Linked DNA regions of Sus scrofa: region 2 is linked to region 1. A link is a contact called in public HiChIP or PLAC-seq data. All regions are on one chromosome and are shown on one strand. The core of a region is the stretch at or near the end of the contact, and the rest is flanking DNA. Distances in the headings are between cores, read along the strand shown.

The links. HiChIP or PLAC-seq counts read pairs in DNA pulled down with a chosen protein or histone mark.
Region 2: a contact with region 1 is called in an H3K27ac HiChIP or PLAC-seq map of skeletal muscle. The contact joins the promoter of RPL27A here to the enhancer-like site in region 1. A contact is called at or near these places in 1 of 5 promoter capture datasets (fetal skeletal muscle), 7 of 47 Hi-C or Micro-C datasets (embryonic fibroblasts, fibroblasts, heart right ventricle and 2 more) and 1 of 2 datasets of contacts at active chromatin or transcription factors (skeletal muscle).

What each region holds. Positions count from the first base shown.
Region 1 is chr9:636,198-642,967 of Sscrofa11.1, reverse strand. No RefSeq gene overlaps it. Among named protein-coding and RNA genes, the nearest start is that of ST5, 14 kb to the left of the region's middle. Within about 2 kb of position 2,772, at least 29 of the 83 cell types and tissues checked have an H3K27ac peak or open chromatin away from gene starts, as enhancers often do. A contact at or near this core is called in fetal skeletal muscle, liver and skeletal muscle, where this site is marked.
Region 2 is chr9:709,085-715,854 of Sscrofa11.1, reverse strand. It overlaps RPL27A (60S ribosomal protein L27a), which reads left to right and starts at 3,445. Exons shown (of 5, transcript XM_003482496.4): 1 at 3,445-4,661; 2 at 5,026-5,089; 3 at 5,474-5,549; 4 at 6,082-6,256. The coding sequence starts at 4,659. It overlaps TRIM66 (tripartite motif-containing protein 66), which reads right to left and starts at 4,284. Exons shown (of 23, transcript XM_021062260.1): 1 at 4,160-4,284; 2 at 2,057-2,280. The coding sequence starts at 4,173.

The sequences.
Region 1 (6,770 bases), core at 1,523-4,022:
CCTAAAAATTTAGTGTCCAAATAAGGGAGCGGTCGGGGCTGGAACCGCTGGCCTGTCCCAACTCCGAAAAGCCCTTCGAGAGAAGCAGTTCCCAGGCCTGGGATTCCATGGACAGGTTGTGACCCTGGAAGCACTAACGGGCACGTTCTCGTGGCTAATTTCTCTGACCCTCCAGATGGCTGTGCTGGGGACACACCCCAGAGGAGGCCTCGGGACCTTAGTTCCTGGCAGGGACTGTGCACCAGCACAGAGGCCCGGCCGAGCCAGCAGCTCCAAGGACACGCTCTGGGAGCCGCGCTCTGGAAGAAGACGTCCTTGGAGCTGTTCTTATTTAACCAAGCGAGAGCCAAATATGGCCAACTAGGAAGCAGCAAACTTTGTCATCTTCTGGGCAGTTTTTCTCCAGCTAATCGCCTCATTCCAAGCTTACTACAATGGCCTCTGGTTACGGAAAGCGCCCTTCCCTGAGCGCCAGCCCAGGGAGGTCCCAAAGCAACGTGAAGCGTCCCTACCATCACCACGAGGGCCCTTTGTTCGTCCATCTCAGGCCGCCGGCTCCCACACCAGAGACTGAGAACCCGGAACCACAGCACCACTGTGTCATTCCTCCCTGCGGGCTCTGAAAGGGCCAATCACACCAAATCCAGGTTCCTCCACTTCCCCGGAACGCTGCCAAATGCCAGCCAGTCTCACTCCTCTCCCCTCTCGTCAACCACCCCCACCCGACCACCGCCGTCCCCCACCCTCCACGCACGCGCACACACACCACACGCACACACACGTGCACACACACGCGCGCTTCTCTCTCCAGACAGGACACCTCCTGCTCCAAACCTCTTCATGTCTGCATCCATGTCTTACTTTTCAAACCATTTCCAGCCTGGGGTCGTCTCTGCCCTCGCTGCCACCTAAATCCCATCCATGCTCCAGGCCCAGGTCAAAGGTCCTTCTTACACGTGGGCTAGGAAACATCAGGTCCACAAACAATGGCCAGGCACCGTCTGTGAGGACACTGGTGACAGGGTTTCAGCAGGCCACACCCTTAGGTGATAAGCCACCCTCAGACCCAACGACAACAACTTAGCCCTCTCGCTCCTACTCAAGAAAGGCTGCTGGACCAGGAGTCAGAGGGCCACCATTGTGGGAAGAACCCTGGCAACCGTGTAAATTGTGCACCTCGATGAACCCATTCCCACAAACCCGGGTCCTTCAACTCCTGCAGTAACGGGTGGAGGGACTCCACGTGACGCAGTGTGTTCTGAGGCATTTGCTCTTTTCTCCCTGAGGGAAACACAAGAGGTTCTCCACGCGCCAACGTAGAGACCCAAGACTCGGCGGGAGGAGAGCCCCAACCCACCCCAGTGTCACGTCCGGCCGTGGAGACTCACTGCCCTCCGCCCCGCGTCCTCCCCGCAATCGGCCTGAGCCCCAAGCCTCGGGGTCAGTGCATCGCACGTGCGTCTCCGCCACTGCTTCTTACAGCGCGACGGTTTGGCCTCCTGCTGGTGAGGTCACCCTTCCCGGCAAGACTGAGTCAGCCTGGGACCCCGTCTAGAGAAGCTCACAGCGCTCGTGTGCTCAGGTGTGCTTGGTAGGCCAGGGCTGCCCGGAGGCCACAGCGCCTGCTGATCGATGTCTGGCACGTGTGGCCAGTGGCCAGAGCCTGACCGAACAGGCAGGACACAAAGCAGCAGCTGCCATCAGCCCTCGGATCGCTGGCATCTAGCTCGGAGGCGTGTACGCCTGCGCGGGGCGTCGTGTCCAACTGGAACAAGAGCTGAAGTCTTTGAAACCTGGAGCATCAGGCAGGGTCATCTCCCACTCGGCCCCCAGGCTGCCCCGCGGGCGGCCCCGCCAAAGGCTAGCGGGAGGGCCCGGGCACAGTCGGAGCATCGGCAGAGGCCTCGCCACACGTTTGCCGCCCCTCCCCCGCCGCTGACCACCCACTGGTCAGTCTGCACGCGCGGGTCCACGTGTCTGGGAGTCGGGCTGTATTTACACTGCCCGCGTCTGTTGTTAGCAACAGAAACCAAGTGCTTCAAGGCAGAAAAGGCCGGCCAGCCAAACTGGCCTGCCGCCCCCGGCCGGCCCCAGCTCCGGGAAGCGGCTGCCAGCCACCCTGCGAGCTCCTGCTGACCACGTGGGCCGATGGCGCCCACATTCAGGGCAGCTGGCCGGAGCCAGTCCCCCAGGTCGGTCACCGCCGGGCGGCCCCGGCACAGCCCCCCTTCTTCCCTGGAGGCCACACCTCAACACCGGTGCCCCCGCCTGCCTGCTGCGGCCTCCCGCCAGCGCCGAGGACACCCGCACTCCTCCCTCGGTCGCGAGGGACTCTCCAGATGAGCGCTGCCTCCCCAGACCCCGACCCCGACCCCGCCTCCCCGGCCTCTCCCCCCTTCAGTTCGTCCACAACGGATCGTGGCCCCGGTTCTGGCGTCAGGCTCCTCGATACAATCAGCGGTGAGCAGGGCCCCTGCTCTGTTCTCGGCAGAGGAAAAAGGGAGATGTGACTCCTGCGCTCAAGGGGCTCACGGACTATCGACAGGAACTGACGCCACGTGAGAGCCAGACCGAGCAGTCCAAGGTTCGTGGGCGGGAGGGAGGGGGCTCAGACGGGGTTGACGTGGGGGGGAGACGCGAGACAGGTTTTCAAGGACAAACAGCAGGTGAACAGAATGAGACAAAAGGCCCTTTGGCATGAAGACTCAGGCTGTGACTCCAGGTCCCAGGGCAGGAAGAAGGCAGGCCTGCCAGGTGCGAGGGAAGGAACCGAACCTGCCCCACGGCTGCCACACCCTCCGGTCCCTCTGCTCCTGCCTCTGCCGAGAGCGGGCTCGGTGCTTCCTCCTTCTGAGCGGGGCAAACGCCCTCCCCAGAGTGCCCACAACACCCAGCCCGGCTCCTGAGCCGGAAACACCCTGCTGGACCTCTCGGTGCTCCAGGCTCCCGCTCCCACACGGGCCGAGCCGCGTGCTCCCCCGGCCGCACAGGGGGTCTCTTCTCGGCTGGCTCGGGTCAAGCTGTCTTCACTCACCAGAGCAGGAGAGGGTGCGAGGCTTTAGTGCCGCCTCTGGTCCCGCAGGGCCGGTCTCGCCTCCTCCCGCTCACACGCGCCGTCATCCAGCTCATGTGTTCCGAACACCAGCAGGTGCGCGGGGCCTGGGTCCATCCTGAGTTGACGTTCTAGTGAGGTGGGCACAAACGACCACCAACCCTGGGAAGGAGCCACCGCAGACCAAAGGCCGCGGGCTTAGGTGCGGGGGCGCGGGGGAGGGGGTGTTACTCTAGGTGAAGACGCAGAGCGGGGTCGGGGGGGCTGCCCTTGCACTGGCCCTGGAAGGTCAAATGGCACAGGACGAGGCGGGCCGTCCTGGGCAGAGGGACAACGAGAGCACAGCCCTGGTGGCAGGAAGGCAGCGACAAGAAGGGGAGCAAGACAGTCTCATGGCAGTTGGCCCGGAAGGGGGCCAGAGACAGAAAAACACCAGACCCCAGCGGCCTCTGAGAGCCAGACTAAGAATCCCACCTTTTCTCTGCGAAGTCAAGAACATTTTCTGAGAAAGGAATGATGGATCAGAAACCGTGCTTCCAAAAGAAGGGGCCGTCCTCAGAACCCAGGGCTGCAGCAGAGGGGTCTGCTTCTGTGGTCGCCCAGGGCTGGCGATTTCAGGCCAGGAGGGAGGGCGGAGGTCAGCTGGTCGGGTACAGCGGCAGAAGGCATGTCTTTGAGGCTGGGGTCCTGAGGACGAGGACCGGCTGGAGAAGCAGGGGCCAGAGGGGCCAAGAAAGCGTAGGGCGTGGGCGTTCGGGAGCTTAGGGAGGGGCAGAAAGCATGCAGCGTCCCAAACTCCAAAGCAGAAGCGCTCAGGCGATGAGGCCTTAAGAGGAAGGACTTCTCAGAGCCGAAAAGGCTGAGGGGCTGTGAGGCGGCAGCCTTGCCGGGTTCTCGGCGGGAAGCCCCGGGTCCTAGTTCCGCCAGACAGGAGACTGGGAAGAAGGCTGGAGGCAGTGAGCAGGGAAAGCAAGGAGAAGCGACGGGCCAAAGAGCGAGGCCTTCAGGCAGGAGCGGCTGCCAGGCGGGTGCAGGGTGAAGGTCGGGACGGGAAGAAGCCGCTGCAGTAGAGGAGCCACAAGGGAGGCGCCCTCTTCAGGGAGAAGCGGGGTTTCGGGCAGGAAGGAGAAGGGAGAAAACAAGAGGCGGGACCACTTTCTGTCCCTCCGTCCAGGCAATCCCGTGCCTTAGTGACCCAGCATCAGGCAGGGCTGGCAGGTGGAGCACTCGGACACGCGGGTCTGCAAACAGCACAGCTCTGCGGGGGGGCAGCTCAGGAGCACACACGTCCAGAAGAGACACACTCGCACAGTGACACCCTGCATCAAGTCAAGAAAAACAAGCCACAGCCAGGAAGGAGACACTGCAAAGCACCTAAGTCACAAAGGATTAAAAAGAAGACCATATCAAGCACTTGGAGAAGCAACAGGAAAGAGACAACCCAAGTGAAAAACAGGCGAAAGAGAGGAAGAGACGATTCAAAGCCAAGGAAACCCAGATAATCAATAAAACACGAACCGAACCGGCACTCCGCCTCTGAAACCAGGAAAACGCAAACGAAGCCACGCGACGCTGCTGCACAGTCGAAGAGTGGAAGACACCGAGGCGTGAAGACCCTCCAACGTTAGCAAAAACGCCGGGAAAGAAAAACTGTCGGCATTGCCGGTAAACACGTAAACCACCACCAACAGCGAGCAGGTGTGGCCTCGCAAGGGGAAGCATCGCACACGCCGCTCCCGCCGGCTGGTTTACGGGGACGCGAGCGCGTTCCCCGTATAAGAACGCTGGTTACTCACAACACGCGGAAAGGCTCTGATCTCCCCGCAAGACTACACAGCGGCTCATCACACACCAATTAAACGGAACGATTTTATCCAGGCCCACTTTCCGACAATGACACGGGGTAAAACAAGCCCCTGCCAACGGCTGCGTGGAGAAATGGTGTCGAGTGTACAAAACTGAACACACACGCTGCTCTACATCATCCAAGGACACACAGAGAAGACGACCGCGTGCCGGGTGAGGAGGCTTAGCGATTTCCGAGGGGAAAGGACTGGGAAAGCTTATGCGGAGCCGCCGTATTTTTTCCTTTTTTCTTTTCTTTGTCTTTTCTAGGGCCACACCCGTGGCCTATGGAGGTTCCCAGGCTAGGGGTCGAATCGGAGCTGTAGCCACCGGCCTACACCACAGCCACAGCAACGCAGGATCCAAGCCACATCTGCGGCCTACACCACAGCCACAGCAACGCAGGATCCAAGCCACATCTGTGGCCTACACCACAGCCACAGCAACGCAGGATCCAAGCCACATCTGCAGCCTACACCACAGCTCACGGCAACACTGAATCTGAGTCACTATCCAGCCATGTCTGCGACCTACACCACAGCTCACGGCAACGCCAGATCCTTAACACACTGAGCGAGGCCAGGGATCGAACACACAACCTCATGGTTCCTCGTCAGATTCGTTAGCAACTGAGCGAAGGGAACTCCAGTCATATCTGTCATATTTTAAAAAATTTTAAATAAGAGACCTGAAGCAAATACAGTAAAATGCTAATATTAAATCTGAGTGGTGGGTGCACAGGTTTTCATTAAATCAACTTTTTTCTTTTGCTTTAATATTTGTCTGTGGAAGATACCCAAATAATATTAGTCAAAAAAGGAAGTTTCGACACAATGCTATGTGCGTTTGTTTTTTGCTTTTAAAGAGCAAACCTAGAACATATTAAAAAAAAGGGTTTAATCCCAAAACATAACAGTACTTAATGCTACTCTGGTAATGGGGTGATATGTGATTTTGGCTTTTCTTCCTAATAATTTTTGCTGTGTACAAATATTCTGCAACGAGCATGGCTTTCTTCTATTATTTAAAAATTGTTGAAGTTAGCTGACTTTGCACACAAGAATTGAAAAAGTAAAGGAAACGTGGAGAAGCTGGTCTGCCAACAGGAGGGGCTTTTACCGGGAATAGGGCAAGAGGTTGGCAGGGAAAGAGGGAGGCAGGGTGGACAGAAGTCTGACCAAAGCTCTACAAAAATGAAGCGTTGGGAGAGCAGGGATCAGAGGGTCACACACCCGAGGGAGAATCTTCCAACAGGAGACGAAGGCAGAGGCAGACGGTCCCCGAGACCCAGAGTCACGGCTGTGCTGACTGCACAGAGCACGAGGCAGCGAGGACCACGCGGCCCCCAGTCCCACTCACAACGCTGGTAACCGCTCATTCTCCATTCAGAGTCTGAACCTGGCAGAGAAACCCGCTCGAGGGCCGGAAGGAAGACTCCAGGCCAAGCCGCCTGGGTACAAAGTCCCTCCTAAGAACAGACCCCAGAGGAGTGACCTTACAGCCCAAACCCTGCCCTCTCCTCGGCTCGCCCACCCTCCCGCCCCGCATGCACCCTCGGAAGCTTTGAGGGATGCCAGGCCTGACCGCACGTGCTGTGATGAGAGGGTCACTGCGGCCCCACAGTGGCCTCGGCCTCGTCCGCACAGCCACCGACCCTCCTTCTCTGGACCTCGCCAGAAAGGCGAGGGGCATTCAAGGGACAGAACGAGAAAGGTGGGCTGCTGAGCAGCTGGGGCTCGCAGGCCCATCCTGCACTTGGGCAAATACGAGCTGTCTAAAACCTCAAACCAGCCAAGAGAGCACCGGCTGTGCGGCACTTAGGCACTGACACACTCTGCCGGCGTGCGCCTTTTCCTCCTGGGAATGGCACCCC
Region 2 (6,770 bases), core at 2,196-4,695, 72 kb before region 1:
ACACACGCCGCCGGAACTAAGCATCTTCTAGGCAGCACACATGCCGCCGGAACACCACATCGTCTCAATAAACATTTCTCAAATGAGCAAATGAGCCTCGGAATTTTTTCATTATATCGACAAGAAAACTAAGACTCAACGAGAATACGACCTTTGTTCAAGATCATTAGTGGAAACGCGGTAGGAAAGGAGCACAAGTTCCTGTGTTCTTGCTGCTAATCATATCAGCTGAAATTAAATTAAACCCAAGTATGTAAACCCCTCCTTGCTGTGCTCTTGGATAAACTGCTCTCAAAGATCCTGGCACGCCTCCCATCTTGCTATTCTGAGTTTAGCGGCAGCAAGGTTTTCCATTCCGGCTTCCAACAAAGCTGCAAGAAATGCACTTGCCACACAGCACTGTGAGATGTTTTTAAAATTCTATCCAATACAGAAAGGAAGGCCTCCTAGTCCTTGAATTACATTATTTTTACTTTATACTGAAAAAAACGCTGTGTGGTCCATATTGCTATATATGAAAAACTACTGACAAACGCAAAAACAGAACGAACAAAAAACTCCCTAAGTCTGGTGTAGTTGAAATTGGAAACTATACATGCTGCTGGTGCATAAACTGATACAATCCATTCATAAAAAAAAGTGGGTGTATATATATATATATATATAGCAACATAAAATGAATCATAAAAATGTTCACACCCTATAACACAGCAATCTCACTCTTGGGAATTTAACCCAGACAAGCTATTCAACAGGAGAAGGAAAAAGCTATATATACACAAACGTTCACTGCATCATTTTCTCCAACAGCAAAGAACACAATGAGAACAACACACGAAAAGAAATGAGAAAAGAGCAGAGGAAATTATAGTACACACTTAAGATAAAGGATTCTTGGGCTGGCGGTTAAGAAGAATCATCACGAACACTGGGTAGTGACACAGAAAAATACAACGACCCTAAATGAAAAGCAGAATACAAAGGGGTTTGCATGCCCGGCCGCCGGCTCTGCAGACAGCTGTGTCTCCACGTGCAGGGACACCGGAAGGTCCCACCTAGACACGAAAGCAGCACAGTGGGCACGACGACCTGAGACGTCTCGATTTTTTTTTTCAAAATTTTTTTTAATACTTTACTGTCTTTTCTATTACGCATGACTCCTAAAATTCTTTCTGAAATAAATCTGGCTTTCTGAGTTTTTCTCAAATTCCCACTTAGAAAAGACATCCTGACTCTTCTTATCTTAAACTAACCATCCTCTACTTGAAAAGGAAAGCACCGTGGTATTTCCAAGTGCCCACATCTGAGGACGGACGGCAAGAAAACAAGCCCGGGGACACCGTGGTGCTGCTGCTGCAGGACAGCTGGTGACTCAGGGACCCGGAGAGGAGAGCAAGGGAGTGTGAGCACAAGGCCACCTGGAGAGGGCCCCGGGGGAGCAGAAAGCTCAGTGCGCACACACCCGCCCGCGTCCGCTGGTGGCACGGGTGTCCGCTGAGGCCCTGACTCCCTGGGGGCGCCCAGAGGGCTGAGATGCCACAGGCACACCCTCTACTTCAGAAGAGGTGTCACTGAGAGCGCGGCCCTCGGAGGTGCCGTCCAGGACCACAGCAGGCAGGACGGGTCACCCGGAGCCTCACGGCGGCCCCTGCTCGCCTCTGCAGAGGGAGGACCCGCTTCGCTTGCTCGCCCGCCCGCTCAGAGCCGCTGACGGCGGGAAGCCGACCGCCCCGACCAGGCCCACGGAGCCTCGCTCCCAGCCACGTGGCTGCCCAGTGAAGCAGAGGGGCTGCGCGGAAAGCCGGGGCAGAGAGCCGTCCAGGGCGCTTCCCTGGCCCGAGGTCAAGCCGCCGAGGAGACGAAGGTCAAGCGAGCCCAGAACCCGACGCGGGGCGCTGGTCGGCAGAGGACGGGCCCGCGCGCCGAGAAGCCAGCCGGCCGACGCCCCTGCGGCAGAGCCCCGGCCCCCGGCCCCTGCAGCCCTGGTCCTGGCTGCAGCCCCTCCGTGCTGGACACCGGGGGTGACCTTTCCTTGCCCACGCTCTGCCCGGCTCACCTCCTCGGGGCCGTGTCCAGGGAGCTCCGCTCACCGCTCGCGCACGCACGGGCCGCTCCTGATGCCGGATGGAGGGTGACCTCTTCTCAGGCCTTGCCCCCGACGCCCCAGGCCCCTCTTTCTGCTGGCGACAGGCAGCATGGGACGAAGGGCTCCAGGCCCGATGAAGGCCCCAGCACTGTGAGGTCAGAGGGCGTGTGGTCACTGAGGAAAGGGCAGGAGACCTGGAGGGACAGAGACCAGGCCCGGCTCTGTCTCAGCAGCCCTGGCGCCTGGCAGCCAGGCAACCTGCTGGGCCTCGGTGCCCTGCACCCGGGGCTGGGGGTGCGGACCCCTGAGGCACATGCACTCTGGAAACTGCAGCCTGTGTTCGGCTATTATAGCTGGGCACTGGGAGGGGATAAGGTGGGTCTCTGAAGAAGGAGAGGAAGCTTCAGGACCTCCGGTCAGGAGGGGGAGTATAGCTGGCATGAGAAACAGGACCTCACAGGAGGAAGGGCAGCAGGGATGGCTCAAGTTTGGCTGCAGTAGAAAACCTGTGTCGGAAAGTGGAGGGGAGTCTGCGCTGTTCTCTGGGGCCAGCTGGGGCTCCTGAACTTGTTGATGAAGTAAGTGAAAGCATGAGAGTCGTGGCTGGGGAAGATGAACCTGGCAGAGGCGTGAAGGACGGAGGGGCTGGAGGGGGGAGTGCAGGCAGGGTGATCACAGGAGGGCGCTGAACCCCAGAGAAGCGATGTGAGAAGGGCCTTCACGAAGGAGTGCCAGGAGGGCTAAAAAAGGACTTGGTGACAGCGTGTCAGAGAAAAGGATGCTCAGGATAATTTTTTCCGTCTCCCTGACATCCCTCGGAATGTCGGAGGGAAACTAGCCCGTAATTAAGTGAATACGACTGTGGAGTCAGCAACACAGATGAAGACGGAAGCCACCCAAGATGAGCTCGCCGGAGAGACGGCATCCTACGAAACCTTAACAGGGGCAAGCACAGACGGCTGAAGAATACCAACAGTTAAACGGTGGACAAAGGCAGAAGAACCTGAAAGGAAGACTGGTAGGAAGAATGCAAGAGGTGCTCTAGAAAAAGAAGTCAAATGGGTTAAGACAGAGTACAAGTGCTATGGAGAAGAGTCCATGCAGTTTGGAGTTTGGTTAATTGATGACTTTGGTAGGAGCACTTTAATTACAATAATGGGACTGAGGGCTAGACTGTGATGGATTAAAGGATGAACAGGAAACTAGCAAATGCACAGGATTTGTTGACTGCTCTTTGGGTGAACTTGGCTGAAAAGGAAGGAGCAAGGGTAGGAAAGAGAGACAGGGAGAATTTAGGATATTTTAGCTAAGCAGTATTTTAGCTTTACAGAACATGGCACAGAAACCACACACACACACACAGACTAACTGATGGACTGTGATCCTGAACACTGGTTGAGACTTAACACGGGAAGGGTGCCCCCTCCACTTTAGTTAACGATCATTTGTTGAACATGTACTACATGCCGGGAGCTGGGAGTACATGGATAAAAAGAAAATAATCCTCCAGTCTTTGAGGAGTTTGGTCCAGCAGGAAAGACAAACGCAGATCAAGATTCTCTAAGAGCCACGCCCTAGATTTTTGAGGAGGCCCAGTGGGGGCATGTGAGCAACCGTGACCGGATGGGTCAGTTTTCCAAGAGGGGACGCTCACTTTGGGTCCAGACTGAGCGGGGGTTCTCTGTCCAGAAGAGGAGGGGCTCACAGGCGCGCCCAGTAGGTGCCAGTGAAAATTACAAGAGAGCGGCGGAAAATCTACAGGGTCTGGAGAGTACAGGACCTTAACGCGAGCAAGCGCAGAGGTCCCTGAACTGAGGCTGTTCAAAGCGAGGACAAGGCCAGGACCAGGCACAAGGGCGAAGGAGCGAGGAAGACCGAGAGCGTGGGCGCGCAGGCCCGGGAAGGTGGGCGAGACATCAAAAACGGAGCCTAAAAGGACCAGAGCGAGGCTAACGAACCCGACTGGCGTCCGTGAGGACGCGGGTTCGGCCCTGGGCCCGCTCAGCGGGTTAAAGGCCGGCCTTGCTGCGGCCGTGGTGCAGGCTGGCGGCCACAGCTCCGACTACCCCTGACCTGGGACGCTCCATACGCCGCGGGGTGAGGACCCGGTGGGCACCGAAGGCCAAAAGTGGCTCCTCACGCGGCCAGGGGACAAGCCAAGCGGCCGCTACGCCCGGCCCGAGCCAGCCACCAAAACCAGAGCGAGACCCGCGGGACTGCTCAGGGCTGCGGCGGTCGGCGGGGAGCTGAGACCGGCGGCCCCGGCGGCTTTCCCGCCCGCGGCGCGCACCGCAGCCCTCAAGCCCCGCCCCCGGCGGCAGAGCTCAGCCTGCGAGCGCCAGCGCACTCACTGCACCGCGCAGGGCTCCCGGCCCCGCCGCCGCCCCCGGAACAGCTCTGCGATGGCGAGCTCAACCCCCGGATGCGAAAACGGCAAGACCTGTAATCGCGCGAGATCCGCGCCCTCGCAGGCCCCGCCCCCCGAGCCGGAAGTGAGGCGTGGGCTCCGCCCCTGGGCCCGATAGCTCGCGAGACTTTGCCGAGGCCTTCCTCTTGCGTCGCGGCCGCCGACATGGTAGGTGATTGTCCTGGTCCGCCCGTGTGGTTGCTACCCTAGGCCGCGAGCTTTGCTCACCTGCTCCCCCAGCCACCTGCTCCCGCCTTTGGCCTCATCCTCCAGGCCGCTCACGTCCGGCCGCCGGCCGGGGCGGCCGGGACGGGGCGGGGAGCCTGGGGCCGCGTGTTCTTCCCGGAGTCCGGATTCCTGAGACACGCGGACCCGGGCGCCTCCCTGATGAGAACCAGGCGGTGATCAGCCTGGTTCAGCTTCGCTGAAGGCGCCGCAGAGCAGACCCCCGCCCCAGCCCCTTCCCAGGCTGGCAAGCGTGGCCCCCGCCCCACCTCCCAGGGCCTCACCCCGGGCACCTTTTCCCACACAGCCGTCCAGACTAAGGAAGACCCGGAAACTCCGCGGCCACGTGAGCCACGGCCACGGCCGCATCGGTAAGTGCCGGTTTCCCGTCCTGGCCGGCCTCGGGCTGTCCCCGGCAGATGAGCTTAGAGAGGTGGGTGAAGCTTTGTGCGGTGGAGCCCGTCGAACTTGATCGTTAGCCGTTGGCCTTTTCTCTGAAAACCCTCCGCTTTGAGAGGATTTGATATCATTTGGGGGCCTGCAGATTGAGCGGGGCTCAGTCTTGAATTGGTTGAAGGCCAGTTATTACCGCGTTAGTGTTGCGACGGGAAGCCTTGCTTCGCAGTGTTTAGCCTGGAGCCTAGAGGGATAGTGTTGCCGGTTGCTAACAGCCTAAGCAAAGGCACAGAAGCACGGGCGCGCTTTTGCAAGCGCTCGGAGGAGACCGTTGGCCATGTAGCTGTGTGCTCCTGCAGGCAAACACCGGAAGCACCCAGGAGGCCGGGGCAATGCGGGTGGCATGCATCACCACAGGATCAACTTCGACAAATAGTGAGTGTTGTCAGCGTGTGCTTTCACGGTACTGAAAACCGCGGGTGTCGGGGCAGAGGGTGGCTGGGAACGTCTCTGATGGGAAGCAAGCTTTTGACTACTTGCAAAACTTGCTTGTTGTTGGCTTTTTGTCCTGTGGACATTTCATGGGAACTGAGAGCTCGAGGCTAGAGTCACGCTTGGGTATCCGCTGTTGCCTCAGTGTGCTAGAGTCCTCGAAGAGTAACCGCTGAGCTTATTCACTGGCTGCGCCCCCTGTGGCATAGCCAGTCACCAGGTTAGTGACATGCATTGAATTGACTTACACAACTGTTAGATCCACGTAGGCCTGCAAGTTAATGGGATAGTGTTTGCCCTATTTGTTTGGGGACCTCTGTTACAGAAGTGTGTGATGTACCTACTATGGTACTCTTTTCGCATCATTGAACAACCTACGCTGTTTGTGGTTATGTGCGGAGATGACCCATAAAGATGGTGAACATAGCTTTTTAATGAGAGTGAGGTTGTGAAAATGGTTGTTTTCGCTTCACAGTCACCCGGGATACTTTGGAAAAGTTGGTATGAGGCATTACCACTTAAAGAGGAACCAGAGCTTCTGCCCAACTGTCAACCTCGATAAATTGTGGACCTTGGTCAGTGAGCAGACACGGATAAATGCTGCCAAGAACAAGACCGGAGCTGCTCCTATCATTGACGTGGTGCGATCGGTAAGTAGGTTGAACATTAAATGGGCCCTTGCCTCTCAAAAAAACCAAACAAACAAACCTGCTTGATCTCCCACTTTAAGTCTATACCCAGCTACCTGTTCTACCTTTTGGTGGAATTGCCACAGGTGAATCACTGTTCCAAGTTGAACTGTTGTTCAATTATGACTCACGCAAAACATTCGAAGAGTAATCCTTCCACTTGCTTGGTCTTTTACTTCATTTTCACTTGAGTGTTTTTCCAGTCATTGATTTTGTTCCTGTCAGTGCCCCGGTCGGTGTGGGTTTCTCAGCTGCACCACTGGTGGTAAAGGCAGTGAGCTGCCTCTGGTCTCTTTACACCAGCCTGCCTGAGGCACAGATCTGCATCCTTCTGTTTTTCGCAGAATAAAACCCGAATGTGTTCAGTCATTATTCAAGGCCCTACATTATCTGAAGAGATTTCCCCTCCCTTCCTTCCAAAGAAGCATTTTTGAAAAGCTTTGGGCGTTCTGGCCCTTGTGTCGGCCTTAAACCC